Regions from separate parts of the Mus musculus genome. Here all the other regions are linked to region 1. A link is a contact called in public HiChIP or PLAC-seq and promoter capture Hi-C data. All regions are on one chromosome and are shown on one strand. Each heading gives the region's core, a stretch centred on a gene start, on an enhancer-like site or on the middle of the called end of the contact. The rest is flanking DNA. Distances are from core to core; before and after follow the strand shown.

The links. Promoter capture Hi-C pulls out the DNA fragments that hold promoters and counts their contacts. HiChIP or PLAC-seq counts read pairs in DNA pulled down with a chosen protein or histone mark.
Region 2: a promoter capture Hi-C map of pre-B cells shows a contact between it and region 1, with 2.5 times the contacts expected there. The contact joins the promoter of Gatd1 here to the promoter of Ctsd in region 1. A contact is called at or near these places in 1 of 39 promoter capture datasets (pre-B cells) and 1 of 115 datasets of contacts at active chromatin or transcription factors (pancreatic cancer cells).
Region 3: a contact with region 1 is called in an H3K27ac HiChIP or PLAC-seq map of embryonic stem cells, with 3 times the contacts expected there. The contact joins the promoter of Kcnq1ot1 here to the promoter of Ctsd in region 1.

Annotation. Positions count from the first base shown.
Region 1 is chr7:142,385,966-142,389,679 of GRCm38.p6, reverse strand. Ctsd (cathepsin D) reads left to right here and starts at 1,853. Exons shown (of 9, transcript NM_009983.3): 1 at 1,853-1,943. The coding sequence starts at 1,876.
Region 2 is chr7:141,412,102-141,415,815 of GRCm38.p6, reverse strand. It overlaps Gatd1 (glutamine amidotransferase like class 1 domain containing 1), which reads left to right and starts at 1,691. Exons shown (of 8, transcript NM_172116.4): 1 at 1,691-1,814. The coding sequence starts at 1,751.
Region 3 is chr7:143,294,750-143,298,463 of GRCm38.p6, reverse strand. Kcnq1ot1 (KCNQ1 overlapping transcript 1) reads left to right here and starts at 1,917. Exons shown (of 1, transcript NR_001461.5): 1 at 1,917-3,714. The region is part of intron 11 of Kcnq1 (potassium voltage-gated channel, subfamily Q, member 1); the gene reads right to left.

The DNA.
Region 1 (3,714 bases), core at 604-3,103:
TGGATCCCTGGACCGAAGGTGGATGACTAACAGCAGAATTGCAGGGCCTGAACACACTGACCCTTTACTGGCTGGAGAGTATAAGAAGCAAGCCTGGTGCAAGAGGCCTGAGACAGGCAGAGAGGGAGAGTATAATCTAGTATGGTGGGAGAACTCAGGAATTCTAGACACTATGGCCCATCCCTGAGGTCTGTCAGGTGAGGGGATCAGAAAGCACACACCTGAGCTTTCATCCCTGAGCTTTCCAGGTCCAGTGGGGTAGCAGCTACAGGACTGGGTGCATCTAGGTATTCACTCACACAGACTATATGGGGAAACCCAGGGACAGAGGCAGCTAGAATTCTTTGCAGAAAATGGACTGCAGAGAGCCCCTGGAGGTCCCCATCAGTCTCTTACCCTGTGGCTTATATGAGCCACACATGAGCACAGCTGACCGCTATGTCCTGCCTCCAGTCATGCCGACACACATCTAATGGATGTCTCTATTGGCACCTGAGCACCCTGCAACACTATTTATGGCAGGGCTGGGAGAGCCAGCATGGTGCCCCAGAGGACCTTTCCCATTGCCCACCCATGGTCCAGCAATCATCTCTAGATAGCAACTCTAGGAAGCAAATGGCAACTCCAGGGCCAGACCCTGTCTCTTGGGCTACCAAAGAATAGTCTTAGATTCAAAGGAGTAGAGGGTCAGATTCCAAGATCTTAGGGCAGCTCTCGCCCTCACACCCAAGCTTTAAGCAATGTGTGGAGTGCTGACTGTGGAGGCAGGATCCAGGCTGTGGTGACCCACGTGTAGCTATTAACACTGACCCTGAGTGGAGAGCCTTGGCAGAGGTCAAGTGCCCAACTTGATGTAACTTGATGGGAATTGTAGCTTTGAACCTGGGGAACCAGAACAGCTCATGTGTCCATGTGTAGAGTGGACTTAGAGGCATCCACCTCCTCAATACAGGTAGAACATGTCCAAAAGCGCTCCCGGGATCAGACCCTGGCAAGGCTCCTCTGCGTTCCTGTCCTTGTATGGACACCACCTCTCAGAGAGGACATTCCCCTTAAATGCCTTTCTGGGCTCAGCTCTCCATGATGGAGAGCTGGACTCTGCCTCTCTCAAACAGCACCCAATTCATTTGCTGACACCAAGCAGGGCATTAAAGAGTGAAGTAGTTAAGACCCAAGTGGCGATTGCAACCCTGGTCTCATCTCACTGTACACCCTACCCCTTGTATCAATAGATGCATAGTCCAGGACTAGGCCTGCAATCAACATTGCTACATTATGGAATGTGCATGTTAGGTGTTCCAGCTTAAATAAAAAGGGTGTTGCTCTGGGGAGATGAGTAGGTAGTGGAGCTTTGAAGAGGGTGAAGTTTGCTGGTCCAAGAGTCCAGAGAGGCTCCAGGGAAATTCTCAAGGAGGAACAGAGCTGAAAGAGAAAAGGCTTAGGTTTAAGCTGGCATCCAGGAGAGGGTCAGGGCCCAATCAGACAAAGACCACATCCTGGTAGTGGGCACCCCAATTATGCAAAAAAGACAGATTAAGGGAGGGGCGGAGCTGAGGGCAGGATCCGCCCCTCTGGATGCTTCCGGGCCTGCCTGGTCTTCCTTCCCCCACGTGACCTGTATCCAGTCATTCTCCGGTCCCAGGAAAGTGGGCGGGCGCGTTCCCGAGAGCCGTGCGTAGGCCTGGAGTAGGGCACGCCTGCGCCCGGGCAGTGTTGGAGGCGGGTTCGGGTCGCCCCGCCCCTCGCCCGCGTCTCACGTGACCCGTTGAGGGCCAAACAAGCGGGTCAGCTGACTCCGCGGGACTGCGGCGTCATCCTGCCTATAAGCCGGCGACCTCTGGCTTTAAGCTTTGCTCTCTTCGGGCCGCCGCGACCATGAAGACTCCCGGCGTCTTGCTGCTCATTCTCGGCCTCCTGGCTTCGTCCTCCTTCGCGATTATCAGGTGAGGACCCGCTCTGGGTCCGGAGATGCGGGGCTCGTCACCTGGAGTGCCGCGTGCTCCGGCCGTGCTGGAATGCACCTGTGCACCCAGCGCAGCCTTCCTCAGGGTCCCACAGACTATGGGGCGAGACACTCAAAAGGCAGGGGTCTCCTGGGCCCCTCTCCACTCCTATGACTCCTATGGTCGAACAGGAGGGTACAGTAGGGTGGCCACAAGTGGGTCTGACTCCAACCTCGCCTCTGTGTGTGTGTGTGTGTGTGTGTGTGTGTGTGTGTGTGTGTGTGTAGCGGGGCGGCCGCTTCTGAGGAGAAGTGCTGCCCCATGGATAGGATTCTGTTGAACCCAGCTGTGGAAGTTGGAAAACCTAGTAGGCCCTTGCCCCCCTGAACTTCCTCAGGCCTTTCCTTTTAAGGGACCCTGTTTGACAGCTGTGCACTGGTGCATAGCCCTAGAAGTTTACTCAAAGATGATCCCCCCTGTCCTGGGTGGTGAATCTCTCCTCCTCCCTCCTGAGTTGCACAAGTCCCAGAGAGAGAAGGTATGGAGTGGCCCAGTTCAAATACCTTGGAGCTGAGGTCTACCCCACTGGGGACCAGGCCCTTCTCAGGCCCGTGGACTTGGCCTTTGTGCTAGATGAGGTCTTGGTGGTAGCCCGTGTGTTTTCCCACTCTGTGAGTCCCTGGTCGTGGCAGGTGGCTGAGGCCGTAGGCTGCGGGAGTAGAGCTGGCTCTGCCGGCTGGGCACCAGGGTTGGGTGGGAAGGAGCCCAGTCTGTAGGCTGCAAGCTGTGGGTGGGTAGCCTCAGTGGAGCCATTGTAGGGAGTGGCCTAGGCTTGATCCTGCCCTGGGCTTGCCTGCCCTGCCCTCAGGCTTCTCTTCTCTGGGAAGAGGTGTTGTGGACTCCAGGATCCCTGAGACTAGGCACCAGAAACAAAGCCACACTCTTAGGCTTGTTGGCATGTTTCCTGACCTTTGCAGGGTGTGTGCCTCCCCTAAGCCCCAGGCCAGAAGCCTGCCTCTTCCAGCCCACTACTCTTAGGCAAGACTCCTATGTCTCTCAGAGCATGCACTGTGCATGCCAGGAAAGGTCAGCTGTGACCTTGGCTACAAATCCCTGGGCAGAGAAGTTTCAACAAGTGATTACAGATCAGCTCTCCTTGGGAACAGGAGCAAACTGGGGGTGGGGGGTGGGGTGGTGGTGGAGAGGTGACCTGGAGGGCAGGGCAGGGACCCCTCTCCCTCTGCTATCTAATGGTGGCGTCCCCTATTTAGTTGTCTGCATCAGGGCTGCAGGGAGCATATAAGGGCCTTGAGTCTGTGGTGGTAGGGCATGTAGGTTTCTTGGGTGAGAGTTGCCAGATTGTGTGCAGGGATGGCTAGGGAGAGCATGAGGAGTTGGTGTTGAAGCCTCTTGGATGGTTAGGGGAAGAACCTCCAGGGACTGTCCAGGATGATAATGTCACTGCAGGCCTGGTAGGGGTGGTTGGTGGGGCTCCTTTTTGTAGAGTCCACGTGGGAACCGATGTGGCTAGGGGCCAGGTTCAGTGGATCAACCAGAGTCCCATGGTGCACCTTGCTTTGGATGCACCTGTTCCTCCTCCTCCTCCACCTCCTCCTGATGTAGGATTGGGTTCACCAGGGCACCAGGTACAAGTGCCTGGCCACACCCTAAACAGAACCCACTAGCCAGTAACCCAGGTAGGCAGACAGAGCAAGAGCTGGCCCAGTATGTGCTGTTTGTTTCACTCTAGGGTGACTGAGAACCACCTGAC
Region 2 (3,714 bases), core at 442-2,941, 970 kb after region 1:
TTTTTTAAAGACAGGATTTCTCTGGGTAGCCCTGGTTGTCCTGGAACTCCCTTTGTAGACCAGGCTGGCCTTGAACTCAGAGATCCACCTGCCCTGTCTCTGAGTGCTGGGATTAAAGGCACAGGCTACTACACCCAGCAAATATTAGTCTTTTCTATCAAAATATTATAAAACCTGTGTTTAGAATGAAGAGTCCAAGCCGGGCGTGGTGGCGCACGCCTTTAATCCCAGCACTCAGGAGGCAGAGGCAGGCAGATTTCTGAGTTCGAGGCCAGCCTGGTCTACAAAGTGAGTTCCAGGACAGCCAGGACTACACAGAGAAACCCTGTCTCAAAAACACAAAAAAAAAAAAAAAAAAAAAAGAATGAAGAATCCAAATATTTTTATCTCCTTCACCTTGTAAGACTTTTATGCAAATGTTTAATCCTTTCCACCTAGTAAAAGCTTTGTTTACCCAAAGGTGTATTTCTCTATACTAGCCTGGAACAGTGATTCTCCTTCAGTCAGGGACTGCTTTCCCCTCCTCCATTTCTTGTATGTTGAGTCTTTCCCGACTAGTTAATAAGATTGTGAGGTCGGACTCCAGTCAGTGGGCAAAAGAAACAGCCACCACCTGAGTTAAAACAAAATCAAATGCTCTTCCTGTCTTGGGGTGCTGTTCACCATTTTCTCCAGCACACTCTTCCTCAAGGGTAAAATTTGCCCTGTCTATACATTTCCCTGGAATGGTAGTCTCTTTACAAAATTATATCTAATACCTGGGCGTTGAATTCAATATAAATACTTTTCTCCACAAGACTCAAGCTTACTGCTGGCTCTGCCACTTCTGGTGCCTTAATGTTACTCTGGAGGCAGCACAAAGGTGGAACTGTGTGAGTATGTGGACACTAGCCAATCTGACCCCTTCAATTTCAGGGTTTCATGTCAATAGATGGGGATTTAATAAGGATGGCTAGTCAAGCTTGTGGCTTGTGAATCTTCAAAAGTCGCCACTCAGACAACACACAATCCTGGGCTCCAGGTTCCTTTTCCTAAGCCCCAGCAGGAGTCCCACAGAAGTAAATCGCTTTAGATACAGGTTGGCCTCCCCAATCTGGTCTTTTCCTCAGGAAACTCAACAGAACCTCCAGAGGCGTCCACAGCTCAGGAAGTGACATTCCATCCTCTATAGGAACATACAAAACTCAACCGACCCAGGTATCTTCTGGATCTTCACAAACCGGCAGAGGAAGACCCGCCCACATACGACCCAACTCTGTGCCCCTCACCCTGTCCGCCCGACCGGTCATCGCTCCCTGACACACTTAGCCAGGCTCAACTTTCGGGCAAAGGCCCAAGGCGTAGTAGCTCTGTGGTAGACTCGGACTCGGAAACATCTACCCGGCCCACTGGGTTTAATTGATGTGCCCTAGGGCCACAAGTCTGTACCGGTGGCTTCCAATCAGGAAACGACCACTCAGGGACCCAGGGCGTATCCTCCCCCGCCTCCGCCTCCAACCCCCGCCCCGCTCCGCCCCGCTCCGCCCCCGCTCAGTCCCCGCCCCTCGCATGCTTGCCACTCAACCACTACCCCATGCGCATGCGCAAACTGCCCCCATCTTCACTCAATTTCCGCGTTGTTTCTCCCACCCCACCTTGCACCCTGCCGGCGAGCCCCGCCCTTCGTGCCTCACGCATGCGCATTCCGCTCTCTGCAGGCGAGCCCCGCCCCGCCCCATCCCTCGCACAAATATCCGCCTGGGCTGTAGCCATGGCGTCCGAGCGGCTGCCAAGCAGGCCTGCGTGTCTCCTGGTGGCCAGCGGCGCTTCCGAAGGTGAGGCGCGCAGGGCAGCTGTGTAGCTCACTGGCCTGCAGTCCTGACTCTGGGCAAACGTTTGTGTTTGTGGAGTTGAGATTCTGGGACCCTGCATCTGTTTCTCTGGCGCAGGCCTACTATGTTGTCTGCGCTGGCAGACAGGGACGGTCAGCGGCTGCAGAGATGACCCTGCCCCCGAGTGAGCCGCAGGGGCTTGGTACTCTCTCTGCCCGTGTTTTCTGCCTCTCTGTTACCCCCTATCTTGGGTTTATCTTCGTGCACCTCCAGGAAGCGATCCTGAAAGAGGTTGCTCGAAAGAGCTGCATAAAAGGGACCCTCACGCAGAAGGGGTCTGTTGGCTTCATGTTCCAACTGCCCGGTGTGTGTCAGGGGCGCTGGGCAGATGATTACTTCACGGGTCCTTAGGGAACCGACTGGCCCGAGATAGTCTCTGTGGGGAGGTGGAGCCCAGGGCTGCGGCCCGGGGTTTCCCTCTGGATTCCTATAGACCTCTGCAAGTGGGTGTGAGCGCGAGGGTACGTCGGGATCTTGGACTGATGAATTTCTGGGTTCCACACTGAAGCGTCCCAGGTGAGGGTGGGAGGGGCCTGAGGGTGCTGCTCCTCCCTGGAATAGAGGTAAAAGAGAATCTACAGCAGCTCCTAGGTAGGCCTTCCTTGAGAGTCGGAAAGTGAGGGATTGAGAAGCTAAAAATTATCTTTAATCCCAGCACTCAGGAGGCAGAGGCAGATGGATCTCCAGGAGTTTGAGCCCGTCTGGAACTTATATAGCAAGTTCCAGGCTAGCAGGAGTACACAGTGAGGTCTGACTCAAAATATTAACCAAAACAAAATCCACAAGCCAAAAGCCTAGTGTCAGAGTTGGAGGCAGGAGGATAGAGAGGGCAATGGCTACATGAGATGCTGTCTTTAAAAAAATGCTAGGGGGCTGGTGAGAAGGCTCAGCGGATAAGAACACTGACTGCTCTTCCGAAGGTCCTGAGTTCAAATCCCAACAACCTCACAACCATCCTTAACAAGATCTGACTCCCTCTTCTGGAGTGTCTTAAGACCCACAGGGTGTCTTAAGACCAGGATGGGAGAGAGCAACCATTTGGTCTGAAGACAGCTACAATGTACTTATTTATAATAACAAATAAACCTTTGGACTGGAGTGAGCAGAGGTCCTAAATTCAATTCTCAACAACCAGATGAAGGCTCACAACCATCTGTACAGCTTCAGTGTGTACTCATATACATAAAGTAAATAAATAAATCTTTTAAAAAGTGCTAGGATCAAAGGTGTGCATAAAGGTGTGCATTACCACACCTGGGGGCTAGAGTCTTTTGAATTAGGCAAGCTTCGTTCCTTTTTGAAGGACTTTTTTGTTGTTGTTGGTTTTTTTGAGACAGGGTTTCTCTGTGTAGCCCTGGCTGTCCTGGAACTCACTCTGTAGACCAGGCTGGCCTTGAACTCAGAAATCTGCCTGCCTCTGCCTCTGAGTGCTGGGATTAAAGGTGTGTGCCACTTTTGATGGGCAGAAGAGGGCTGAGAATACCATGGTGGGGCAGAATCTTACCCATGTCCTGGGTGTGGGAGTGCCCCAGACACCACTCTCCTCTCCTGCTGCGTTTACCTCTGTGACATGTTCACTGCTGCTCTTCCCAGGTTATGGGGACCTTGGATCCTGGTGGATCTCTAAGGGGATGCACCAGACATTTACCTGTTTGGAAGTACCTATAGTGGGAAAGGGTAGGATGCAGCCAAGGGTGTAATGGTGTTGGTGGACAGTTAAGGTGACCTGGGGGCCTGAAGGTAGAGTTATTAGGTCAAGTGGAGAGCCTGTCCAGGGAGGTTTCAGAACCACTGGAGCACCTGCAGGTCTTTCAGGGTCCAGTGACCAAAGCTGGGTAAAATA
Region 3 (3,714 bases), core at 668-3,167, 910 kb before region 1:
CAAGAAACAGGCCTGCAGGAACAGGATCCAAGGAAAATGCCTGGCCTTCTAGGCCAGAGGAGGCAAACAAAGGCTTAGGCCTCAGAGCTAAGCTGGGACAGTGCTTAGAGTAAGGAAGAGCAGGGTTTCAAATCAGAGCCCCATGGCCCCTTCACATTCTCTTGGTGCCTGGCTTAGCAGCTTCATGGGGTTCAGCAGCAGCATCTCTAGTAGACAGATGGGAAACAAGACAGAGAGGGTTCCCTGATCTCAGCCAAGGGGAGCAGATAACCACGTTTACCATGTGGCCCTGATGCCCCTCTTAGAGGTCAATTGGAAGGCTGGCAATGGCAGGAAGCAGGTGCCTAGTCACTTATGCTGGGGAAGTGGAAGGGGCCATTTGTGGCAAAAGATCCCAGGCTTCACTTCCAAGATGCAAGCTCAAAGCTAATATGATGAATTTAAAGATGGTGACAGGTTCTTGAGGGACCCCATTAACTGCACATCTGCTCTGGGATAGGCAGAAAAGAAAACCACCCATCAGGTAGGAGGGTAGGACTGGCCCTTTGAATCAAATGCAGCATGTTCCAGACGGGCCCAAAAGGAATTGGCAAAGCAGATGTGTGGCCTGGTAGGAGGTGGGGTACCAAGCTAGGAGTAGCTTCTGAGGGTAAAAAGGAACTGTCTGTTGCTAGAGGATGACACCAGTTTCTCTTTTCTCCAGCTAAATAACAACAGGAGAAAAAAAGAGAAAAAGAACAGAAAAGAAAAAGAAAAAGAAAAAAAACCCAAACCTAAAAACCGTGCCTTCCCCTCCTTCCCCCACATATACTCAGTCATCTTTGGCAAGAGAGCTTCCTGGCTGTTTTTGTAGACATATATTTTCAGCAAAAGCAGTTAAGATGTATGGCTTCCTTGCGTGCTTTAGATGACCACACCCTGGCCTGTTCACAGGACTGGCTCTCCCTCCCCTTCCCCTAAATCCTGTTTGAAGTCAATTCTGGGTAGGGGTGGTTTGGAGAATATACCCAGAGTTCCACATGCTAAAACTATAGTTTGCACAGAAATCTGCATTCCCCCCCCTCGCCCCAGGCTTGCTTATGAATCCTGGGCAAGTGGATTGTCCCCCAAATCTGGCATTTTGTCAAGTTTCTCCAGGCTTTAGGTCAATGCTAGATACAGGGTGGTGCGTAGACAGTGTTAGTCAAATAAATGCATGGATAAGTAAGTGGACAGAGTGGAAACGATCCTGAACACTCCAGTGACAGGGCCAGGAACCAAGAGAATCTGGAGGATGGGTCGAGTGGCTGGGGTCTAACCTCAGGACTATCATTACCTAGTTTTATAACATGGGCAGACCCAGGGCCCCCTCCTTTTCATAAGTAAGATAGCCCCAAGACTTTCCTTACTTGGTGATTAAAAAAAAAAAAACAAGCAGGGTGGCCTCCTTGTGTGCTTTAGATGACCACACCCTGGCCTGCACAGTAGGATTCCATGGGACAGCTGAGAGGGTGGATTGCTTTTTTGCATCCCAAGGTCAGGCCAGAGCCAGGGGCATACTCATCTTTGGCCATGAAACCGTTTAGGTACATTGGCTGCCTCAGGTATCTGCCCTGTACTGCATTGAGGTTGGTCTCACACTTATTCAGAGTTAAGAACCCCAGGTTCAGCTAGGAAGGGATGAGGAAGGTAGGCCTTAAGGGGTGGTGGACCCAGCAGGCTAGGTCGTACAATCCTGTACAAGCTCACCCAATCCAAATGCTGGAGACATCAGGCTGTTTCCTCTTGGCCAATAAAAATAGTCAGCACAGAGCTATCTGTATCCAGCCTATCATGAGGAAGAGCTCCCTAGTCATTATTCAGCATCTGTCCAATCAACAGTGTCGTGGCTGCCACGTCACCAAGGTCTTGGTAGGTGGCCTAGCCGTTGTCGCTAGGAGGAACAGTTGCCTCAGCACGTCTGCGCAGCTTTCCTTGCGGCGCCCCTCCGCGTGGTCTATGATGGTGCATTTTGGTCCAGTCAGGCCCGGTGTGGTCGGCCTCATTTTGGATTACTTCGGTGGGCTTCTCCTCGGCGTGGTTACGGTCTAGTACACCTTAGTGTGCTTTTCTCTGCATGGTCCTTCCCAGCGTGGCTCGTCTCAGCAGCGTGGTTTTCATCCGTGTGATCGTCCTCTGCATGGTTTTTCACGGTGAGGTCATATCAGCCAGCCACCAGCCTCAGCATATTTGTCCACAGTTCTTTTGGAGCTGCCTCTGCTCGGATCACTTGAGCACTACACCTCAGTCCCGACTAGCCATCCTCAGTGTGCTTTGCTCAACGCGATCCTCCTCAGTGTTTGTCCTGAGCCTAGACCTCCATGGTGAGGTCTTATCTTGTTTCGTCATGGTGGTCGGCGATATGGTCCGATCTGCCTCAGCAATTGGGTCACTTCCGTGTGGATCGTTTCAGCACGGATCACTCCAGCGCGGTCGGCTGCCTTGGCGCGATCCACTTGGCTTCTCAGCATTTTTTTTTAGCCTGCTGGGTTCTCTCAGTTTTTCTTCAACACGCTTCTTTTCCCTCTGTGTGATTCTACTTGGAGAGCTTTTCTGTTCAGCTTGGTTCCCAGCGCTTCTTTTTCTCGGCATGGTTCTCCTAGGTATGGTTTTTTTCTCAGCGCGGGTTTCTTCTCTGAGTCAGCACGGCACAAGTCGCAAGTCCGCGTGGCCGCGCTCATCATAGCCTCCCCCTCCTCGCGGCAAGCACTCACGGCCAGAAGCAGAGGTGATTCGTGCCGCGCTTTCGCGGCTGGGCTCCATCTTCGTTTTGCCGCAGTGGCTCCGTATTCGTTTTGCAGTTACGGCTCGGTCCTCGTTTCACGGCCGGTCCTCGTTTCACGGCCGTGGCTCAGTTCTCGTATTTTGCGTCCACGTCCCCATCTTTGTGGCCCAGGCTTACAGAAGCAGGGGTGGTCTTGAGGCCCTTTGAGCCCCGAGGTCGGTCGAGTCCCAAGGTGAGTGGCCTAGGACACCGGCTCAGGCCTTCGGATTCTAAACCCCGGGCCGAGTCAGAACGCACTGGAGCTGAAACCGAATCGGGTCTGGAGACCCCTGAGCTTTGTAGCCCGGTGTGGCCAGCACCAAGGTAGTGAGTGGAGTACGTGTTGTTATGTGGTAGCTGTTTTAATGCTGAGAGTGAGGGGCTCCGTTCGGAATGTTCGCGCATGGTGGGGGAAGGGTATCGTGGAACTGAGGCTGGGGAAGGCTGCTTATTCGGAGTTTTGAACCGAGTTGTGATCTAGCTCTTGGATCCGAGTTGGGTGTGTGTATGTGTGGGTCTACAGTGGTTCCGAGTCTAGAGTGGAGTCACGATTGGAATCGGGTAGAGATTCGGGTCTGGAGCCGACTCGGAATTCAGGTGTGGGGGATTGGGAACTTGGGGTGGAGGCCGCAGTGGTTGCAGTGGGTTCTTAACCTTCCTTGTGCTTTGACCCTTTAATACAGTTACTCATGTTGTGGTGACCTCCAACCATAAAATTAATTTCATTGCTACCTCATAACTGCAATGTTGCTACTGTTATGAGTCATTATGTAAATACCTGTGTTTTCCGATGGTCTTAGGCGATCCCTATGAAAGGGTTGTTCAAGCCTAAAGGGGTCACGACCCACACGTTGAGACCTGCAGAGTCAGAATCAGGTCTGAATTGGGGGAATAGCAGAACTGGGAGTTACCTCCAGATTTTCAGTTGGGAT